Regions from separate parts of the Oryzias latipes genome. Here region 1 is linked to region 2. Evidence: chromatin contacts called from public Hi-C data. All regions are on one chromosome and are shown on one strand. Each heading gives the region's core, a stretch centred on a gene start, on an enhancer-like site or on the middle of the called end of the contact. The rest is flanking DNA. Distances are from core to core; before and after follow the strand shown. Region 1 holds the start of LOC101171690 (E3 ubiquitin-protein ligase znrf2). Region 2 holds the start of LOC101170047 (pituitary tumor-transforming gene 1 protein-interacting protein).

Evidence for each region. A called contact is a pair of places that touch in the nucleus more often than the background predicts.
Region 1: a contact with region 2 is called in a Hi-C map of embryo, with 2.6 times the contacts expected there. The contact joins the promoter of LOC101171690 here to the promoter of LOC101170047 in region 2. A contact is called at or near these places in 2 of 5 Hi-C or Micro-C datasets (embryo and gastrula embryo).

The regions. Positions count from the first base shown.
Region 1 is chr16:8,831,206-8,835,801 of ASM223467v1, forward strand. It overlaps LOC101171690 (E3 ubiquitin-protein ligase znrf2), which reads left to right and starts at 3,254. Exons shown (of 5, transcript XM_023964184.1): 1 at 3,254-4,150. The coding sequence starts at 3,748.
Region 2 is chr16:8,563,926-8,568,405 of ASM223467v1, forward strand. LOC101170047 (pituitary tumor-transforming gene 1 protein-interacting protein) reads left to right here and starts at 2,908. Exons shown (of 7, transcript XM_023964323.1): 1 at 2,908-3,120; 2 at 3,355-3,401; 3 at 4,036-4,144. The coding sequence starts at 3,021.

The sequences.
Region 1 (4,596 bases), core at 2,004-4,503, 270 kb after region 2:
CCTGCCCTTACGAAATACAAAAGACTCAGGAACTGTAGAAGCTTTCATGCCTGTCAATGCTCACATGTCAGAACATCTTGAGGAAGCTCCTCTCAACGTTAAACAGATAGCCAGAGCTAAAAGAACTGACTGAACTTTCAAATGTGCACCATTTTGTCATGGAGGGATGGCTGATCCAAGTGGAGGAAAACCTGAAAACATTCTACTTTCAACAGAGCAGAGCTGTGTTTTGTTGGTGACTAGTGTCATTGTGCTAACCAAACGGAGAAACCCGGTGTTAAGAGTTACACCAAGGACATCCAGGGATGGTCAGAATGTAGGCACTGGCATGCAAGCATGTTTGGTGGCCTAAGTTGGACAATGATGTTGAGAAGGTCTGCAGAAAGAGTGAGATCTGTCAGGTGAAACAAAGGATGTTGTCACAGTCACCACTATTTCAATGGCAGTTTCCAGGAGAGTGCTGGAAGCATCTTCACATGGACTTTGCTGGACCATTCATGAACAATTGTTTTCTAATTTTAGTTGATGTACATTCCAAATGGATGGAAATCTTCAGAATGACAGAAAAAAACTCTCAAGCCACCATCACAAGAAAGAGGAGACTGTTTGCAGCAAATGCTCTCCCTGAATACATTGTGTCTGATAATGCCACAACCGTCATGTCAAGAGTTCCAAACCTTCATCACAAAAAATGGAATACAACATTCCACCAGTGCTCCAAATCATCCATCCACAATTAGGTTGGCACAGAGAGAATTGCACACTGAAAGAAGGGTTGAAGAAGTTCTGGAACTTAGGCCTTGATTTGGAGGACGAGCTATCCATGTTTTCCCCTGCAATATTGCGTTCCACCAGCTGACCTCTTTCTGATCGACATGGTCAAACTCGATTGCATTTTATCAAGCCTAATATCACAGAGGCCGTGAGGGAAATACAATACCAGCAAAGGCTCTATCATGATCAACCTGTGTACTTTAGTGACTCCTCTGTACTAGCTCTCAAGTGGATTTTTAGGGTGATCACACAACAAAAAGATCATGTATCGTTTGGGTCAGAGAATGTGAGATGGACAAGGTTTTCAGATGACACAGTGATCAACTGCGACCCAAAAGTTCAGAAAGAGACTGTGACTTCTGAGTAACACACAGAGCTTCAAGGACTGGACATTTAAGTTGCTGATGAACAACAGGACTTTGGCATGTCAGCGGGTAAGTGTGTTGGGGAAGTCCCCCCAAGTGTGTCAGTTTGAATGGACATTAGCATGGCTTTTATCAGTCATTACAGCATTAGTCGTCTGTTTTTTGTGCAAAAGTCCTAACAAATAGATCCAAATCCAGGCTTCTTGTTATGGCCTTCTGATGAGCTAAAATACCTTAATCTGTTTTCTTTCATGTTGCATGGTGTAGCGGAAGGGGGTAAGAACTCGAGACAGAGTAGAGTAAGAGCTTTCACATGACATAATCCAGATGACACACCAATCATATTGGAGGTCACAAACATACAATGGACCTGAAGAAGGCATTCTTATACCCATGTAAATATCTGCCAATAGTGGCAAGGTCTACAAACTGTCATGGTGCCTCTGTCAGACACCTCCCCCTCCCAGCTCTGCTCCAGACTCACCAGCTGTGACTACTCATCTCATCAGCCACCTGCTCTACATAAGGAGACCCAGGTCCAGCATTCTTCGCCAGTTCGTTAACCCTGATGGTGCCTAGTCTCGCTAAGCTCTACATCTGGCTCCCCTTGCCTCGTACCTCGCTAACCTTGCCTTTTCTTCTGTGCCTCAGGTTTATCTCATGCCACGAGAGTCACCTGAGTCTGACACCACCTCGAGCAGCAGCTTCATTCCACTCACGCTGATGCCTCCCACCTTCAAGAGCCTCGGCTTCCATGCTCCTCAAGAGCTCCAGCAACGCCACTCACCAAGAGCTCCAGCCACGCCTACCCACAACACTGCTTGGACCAGCAAAGAAAATAAACTTTCTACTTACCAACCACTTACCTTCAGGGTTTCAGCATCTGGGTCCGTCTCGTGTTCTGATCATGACACAAACTCTACATTGCCGTCAGCATGAGTCCATTTGAAATCTTTTTCCAACATTATTTTTGTGACAAGAATCTTGTTCGAAATGTTGTCACTGTCACTTCCTACCTTTTTCTGCAGATGAATTAAAATGGAAACATCCAGAAAAGAGGGAGATTGAAGTTGAAAACAAATAACTGCTTTCATGAGGTCGAGATTCCTTTGGAAACTCTTGTCTTCATCTCTACAATGGCTATGTCCAAAATGGTTGAGAAGAACTCTCATTTTTTAAATTTGGACCGTTTGCATGGCGTCACATTTGGGAGGACAGTCCCGGCTTTTGGGGAAACATTGCCCCTCCTCCCCATGCCAAAGTAGTAGTAGTGCAGTTTGGTATGGACTGACAGCTGTGAGCAAATCCATAGAGTTGCAAAAATGTTAACTTCTTCATCTCTGCTAATATGACAAAGGATATTGTTCACTTTGGTGGCGCTGGAGCTTTTCTCTACATAAATCTTAGGTGGGTTAAGGTGCCAAAAGTTGCAGTTTAGTAAAACAATTTTAGAATAATGTTACTCAAGTAAAAAAGAATATTCTTGATGACTCAAGCAAGAATAAAGGGGTGGGCTAACTGGTAAAACAAAAAGAAGAAAAAACAACTTGAATATTAAGAAACAGTATTGAATGAAACATTTGAAACAGAAAAAAATATTTTCAATAATGAATTAAAATGATAGAAACGTCCAAATGTCTCTATACACTCAGTGTTATCATAGTAAACAAGGAAACTTGAGTACATGTTAAAAGCAGAAAGCTGTGGATCTATTGTGAGCCATAGCAGGACGTATGCTTTACAAAGTAAATAAGCAAAAGCTCGGTAAGCTATTTTAATAAATCATCTATATTCAATAAAGTTACTGGTGTGAATGTGAGTGTGTATGGGTGTGTGATTTGTGACCCTGCGACAGACTGACGACCTGATGTCCCCTGCCTTCGCCCACGAGTGACCGGGATAGGCTCCAGCAGCCCCGTGGCCATGATCCCGAAAGGGATAAAACTGGTTCAGAAGATGAATGAATGAATGAAATAGATGAAAATTAAATAAAAGTTATTTAGTAAGTTTAACTAAGGTGCTACAACCCACTGAGGTTAATGAAATCGAGTTTTCAGGCCACAAAGCTGTTAAGCGGTTTTTGTTCACAGGCGCGATTTTATTTTGAAGGCTCAAAGCGGAAGTCCCTATCAGTAGCACGCGCTCCTGGGTGTTCAGCCTCACGCGGTAAACAGTTTGGATCTAGACTCGCTGCCTTACTTCCCTCTTTTAAACCGACAGGGACAGAGACTGCGCCGGGCCTGGCCAGGCGGAGCCATGGCGGACCGGGGACAGAGACGCCAGCGGCCGAAGGGCAGCGGGTCCGCCGCGGCGGCTCATCCGAGGAGGACACGCAGGATACCCGCATCACGACCACGACAGCCGAGCTCAGAGCCCCACGCTGTCCGCGTCTGAACTTCCCACGTCTGCGGCTCTTGTCACGGCTGACCTTTTTAACTTTTCACCGAAAGGCTACGTGCTAATCTGGATGGGATCATAGCGAAGAGTTTGTTTAGCCTCACGGACGGACGCCTGCCCCGGCGAACATACCAGCTGCCTCGGGCGGAAGTCTGGCGCTCCGTGACCGTCCCGCAGTCATTTCATAAGCGAGTCAGCAGGGAGGCAAAGCATGGGGGCAAAGCAGAGCAGTCCCACTGCCAACCCAGCTGCTAACGGACGGACCAGAGCCTACTCTGGCTCGGACCTGCCCTCCTCCACGTCCGGGACCAGCAGCAGCAGCACCGCTGGGCGCAACCCCGCCGTGGGTGTGCGGTACCACGCGCCCAGGGCTTCCGGTGCTGGGTCCAGCACTAGCCAGCCTCACGGAGCCACTGTCCGGACTTTGGGGGGGTTTGTCGATTTGAGACCCCAGTCCGGCATCAATATCCCAAACAGCGGCGGAGCCCCCAGCTCACCGGAGTCCGGCGGCAGCAGCCCGGAGGAGGCGGCGGGCGGGGAGCGCTCGGATGGGGCCGGTCCTCCGCTGCTGATTGGATCCCTACCAGCACACCTCTCGCCCCGTCTGTTCGGAGGTAAGAGAGCCGAACCGATCCGGTGACCCCACAGTGACAGCACGAGGCGAACATCCGGCCATCCGAGCGAGGTCTTCTTAGGAGTCATTGGTTTATAAAATCAATAGATTTTTTTTTTAAAGACAAACAACTTTCTTCTCTCTTTTTTTGTGTCACATTGCCAAGTTTACCAATGCATCTTCCCTCTTGGAGATGAGGTCAGGACTCCAATCAACATTATTTGTCCAAACACAGTGAGTGGTGTGGATGTGAGCAGAGATTATTTAATCAAAGCTAAAGAGAAACAGGAAAATATAAACCCTAAACCAAACTGACAGTCCTGCACAGATGAAAACAAAGTTGGATCTGATTCCATCACTTTATTTCATATCCTATAACCTTTTTTGTAAAAAAAAATCTTGATGCATAAAAGTAGATTTCCATTTATGTTTTCATGAAGTGGGCGG
Region 2 (4,480 bases), core at 1,658-4,157:
TAATTCTCTGCTTTTGATGGACAAGTCTCACACCCACACACACACATACACAGACACACACACATCCACACACACATGAGGTGTGTCTCAAGTACTTCTTAGGTAAGCAAATAGCCATGCTGTACAGTGCTGTAACCTATCATGTGTACCTGTTCTTTATTGTGCTTTTTCTCTACTTGTGAGATTCTGTTTTCTTCTCCACCTGACCCAATGTCAGGAAAGTCCAAATGTTGTTTTTTTGGGGGGTTTGCAGGAGGATACACCTGGTAGATGCAGACAGCCACCTGGCAGACAGCCACCTGGCAGACAGCCACCTGGCAGACAGCCACCTGCGAGCCACCTGGACGGGGCGCACAGGTGGCTAATAAGGAAAAGCAAAGTCGCAGACCGCTATACGTAGACCCAGGCTATTTCATTGGCAGCTCCCGGGCTGGGTCAGGCCCCCAGTGCACACCATAACCACCCCAAAAAGCCCTGGAGTGAGATTCAGCGTAGTTAAAAATAAAACAAATTACATTTTACTCTCCACGGCGGAAAAAAAATATGACAGCCTTTCCTTGTTGTCACAAAAACTGAAAACCATTTTTATATGTTGTATCAGTGTAAATGACATAGCTGGAAGTTTGCAGATTCACTGGAGACACTTTTGTTCAGTTTGGTTCTTAATGTGTTTGCGTTTGGGCGAATTTCATGTTTACACTGTTTGTGGCACAGCTCATTTATAAACTAAAATGCACAATCAAAGCCATTTCCGTCTTTCCCAAACCGACAGGTGCAGCGCAGGTGGTGACATCATCAGCAAAATGTCTGTCCCTACCTCTGAGTTAGAGAACATGCAGTTCAGCAAGAAATGGAAGGAGAAATGCACATTTTCGGTGTGAATCCTGTGTGCCGTGTGGCCATGTAGAATTTGAGGAGACCTTTCAACGCCACGCATGCTAACCTCAACGCTACTTTTCCAACAGGCTCTGCCGCTAGGAGGAAGAAGATTGTGGGTCTTACATCTTGTCGTGAGCAAAGATGGAGGATATTGTTCTGGGTTTGTACGGAGCAGGAGAGAGCCACAGCAGCATTGCTACGAGTGGCATGGATATGGGGAAAAAGAAAAGGCGTTTTTGAGATGATTTTCGACAGGAAGGCAGAGGTGATGTCGTTGGCAGTGGATAAGTCGTCAGACAGCAGTGATGTTACACAGCTCTGTCTTTATGTGCGATTTTCTGATAGAGAACGTTTCCACAATGATCTACTTGGACTAATTGCCCTGAAGGGGCAGAACACCATTGAACATTTAATTTGCCAAAATTGCAGCATTCTTTGAAGAGAGCAGTTTGGATTTGGCACGCTCTAACATGCTGGTTACAGATGGTGCGTCCTCCGTGGTCGGCAAGGATCACATTCTTGCCACGACGATGCCAGCAGTGGCCCACAGATCAAATGACTACATGGTTCGTCCATCATAGCCTTTCGTGAGGCAAATTTAGCGGTGAGTTAACAGCATGCAGTCATAAACAGTATTTGTTGCACCTCCAGTTTACAACACCAGCTTTTCCACATTCTGTTGAATGAGATGTCTGCTGATCACGATGACATTAGAAGGATCAGCAAAGGAAACGCATTGAAACATTTTTGCGAGCTAAGAAGAGAGTGTCATTTCTTGACAGGGCCCTTCTCCTCTGTCTCCCTCTGCTGGTCATATTTTGTTAGTGCGGTCTTCTGGCCTTTTCTTTTTTTTTTTCTCCACAGCTAAGGATTTCCTGATAAGTTTTCTTTTGGCCTGATCTGATTCCAAGTGATGTGATTTTGAGTATTTACCGATACCAAGTCCCAATCCGATACCTTAGTAACATATTTTTAAAAAAGTGAAAAGGTGAAACGTCTTCTAACTTTAAAACCAAGTCCAGATGACAGCCCCTAAACCTACTACAATGGATCCAACTTGGATGAATGAGAGTCTTCATAGACATATTTTAAAAAGAACACATTTGATAAATAAATGGATCAAGTTTTTTTCCTATTTTTATTTTATTAACCTTATTTTAGGATTTAACCCTTAATGGGAGCACATCTGTAAAGTAGCTTTAACAATCAAGCAAGAACAGTTGTAATAATAACAGGTGATAATTAGTCATGTGGAAAACGTTTTGTGACTTCAGCTTTAGTATCTTCATAACTAATAAACATTTTTGATCAGATGGGATTCACATCTCCATTAAAAAGTTCTGAGACATAAATTATGACATTCTTTGAAACCGTTGTTGTAGCATAAATATGATGATGAGCATTCATGACTAGCTCACATCAATTAAACCATGTATTTGTTTCTTTTTATATAGAATATGGAATTCTTTATTTTAACCACTTCAGACCTGGCGTCCACATGCATGGACACCACATTTGGGTAGTTAAATCTGCTTAACTGGGGCAATGAAAAGAGAACTAAAAAAGGGATCAGGTCTCAAGGGGTATGACATTTCTAAAGCACCATGGCAGGCTCACTAAACGCCAGGGCCAGAGCGGTCCTCCCAAATCAAAATGAAAATTTCCAGAACCCCCGCCCCCCAAAAAACTTTTGGAAAACAAAAGTAAAAATAAGGTAGATTTGGTACTATCTTTTGTTTTGACCTTGTCCTTTTGACCCCTGCTCATATGCTTGTCTGCATCCAGCTGCAGCTCCCATTACAGTTTTTGTTTTCAAATTTGTATTATAAGTTGTCAATCATGTTTTTGGTTTTAATTCAATTATCATCCGGCTTTTTCAGCAGTTTTCTTGAGAGAAAATTGTTAAAATTGAAAGTATTTTTTTTCTTTGACGTTTTTTATTTTTTTTTCGTAAAAAGGTGTAGCTGTGCGCGCATGTCTGACTCCGCCCGCACGGGATGTTCATAGACGGGTAACGCGTTTGCCCTGCCCATCCAGGACGTGACGTCATTAGCGTCAGAGCTCAACAGAAACAGCGGAGGTTGTTGTTCATGAGCCCCTAGGTAGTTTTCTTGATTTTACTTTCCTCCTCTGCCTTCAGGATGTCAGGACAGGCCTGTGCGCGTGTCACCGCAGCGCTCGTGCTCGCCGTCGCGCTCGTTAGCGTGGGAGAATGTCAGCCAACACCGACGCCGCCAGTCCGTAAGTTCGGGGTTCTGTAACTGTCGGCTCGGTCTTTTCCCCCAAAAGCTGTTTTGGTTGGCTTCGTTTGTGTTCAATTCTGCTGTGATGGGGAAGTCACGGCGCTGTTTTTGAAGTACGTCATATCTGCGGGCCCCTCCCCCTCTGACCCTCTGTGAACTTTTGCTGTATTTGATCTCAGCAGGACTTTTAGGTTCTTCTTTTCACTCTGTCCACCATGTTTTTCTCTTTCAGCCTGCTCAACCTTCAAAAGCTGCGACAGCTGCGTCCCGCATGCAAAGGTAAGCACAGGTGTGGCGCTCCAGCTTTTCCCAGCATGCTCCTCTGCTGCTGGTAAGCCCTAACATGCGCTCCGGGGCCAGACCCCGCCCCCCCTGTTGTAGTCCAAACATTCAGGGCTGGTTTCTCTTCTTCTGATTTCTTGTTTTTATAGAAAAATGAAGAAAAAAAATCAACAGCAGTGACATCACATAAGTAGAGAAGCATTTGATTATATAGGTTGTTTATGTTCCAAGTAAGTTTTGAACAGAATTTAGGCGGTCACCTGGAGTCAGAAAGCGGCTGGATGAGCTCAAACCCAGAAGGAACAGGAGTACGGTCACGGTACCAGATGACGTGCTCAAAACCATGAATGTGTCTGATTTCTCTGCCTGTTCAAAATATATCTAAAAATAGATATTTTTGTAGCTTCTGAGCATTTTGGAGGAAAAGTTATTAAAACAAATTCTAGTCTGACTTTGCAAAGATATTACAAAAGATTTGTAGAAAACATTAGGCAATCTTCCTTCATATCCCATAATAGTCACGTTTGTATTGCTCTTCCCCACATATGACCTCAACCATGAAGAGGTTGCAGGTTCAGATCCCGTTGAGACCACAGCATTCAGGCAGCTGTTGTGTCCTTTGTGTCTACAGTGTCTGTGGTGCATCACTACCAAGAACTGCAGCGACTACCCCGTCACCTGGTTGCTGCCGCCACCTTCGCTCTGCCCGCTGGCCGAGGCGCGCTGGGGCGTGTGCTGGTGTGAGTTATCCGCCTCGCTGTTATTCCTTCTTCTGCAGCAGAACTGAAACCAGGAAGTAGATGTTGTGCTCAATCCACTGAAGATGCACCGGCTCTGTTCCATTTTGCTCATGGGGGAGCTGATCAGGAGCTCAGAGGAACGTCAGCTTTGAGAAGCAGAAGGGTCCAGCCTGGAACTGGGGACTCGCCTCCATCAGGTGGAAGAGGGCCCCCTTTCAGAGGAAACCACTGGTTTTCTGCTGTCATGTTCAGGCTGTGTCACACAGCCACTACGTATTATTTGTGCTTATTGCACGGATAAAACCACAGAAGAAGTACGAATAAACCACGCAAAGA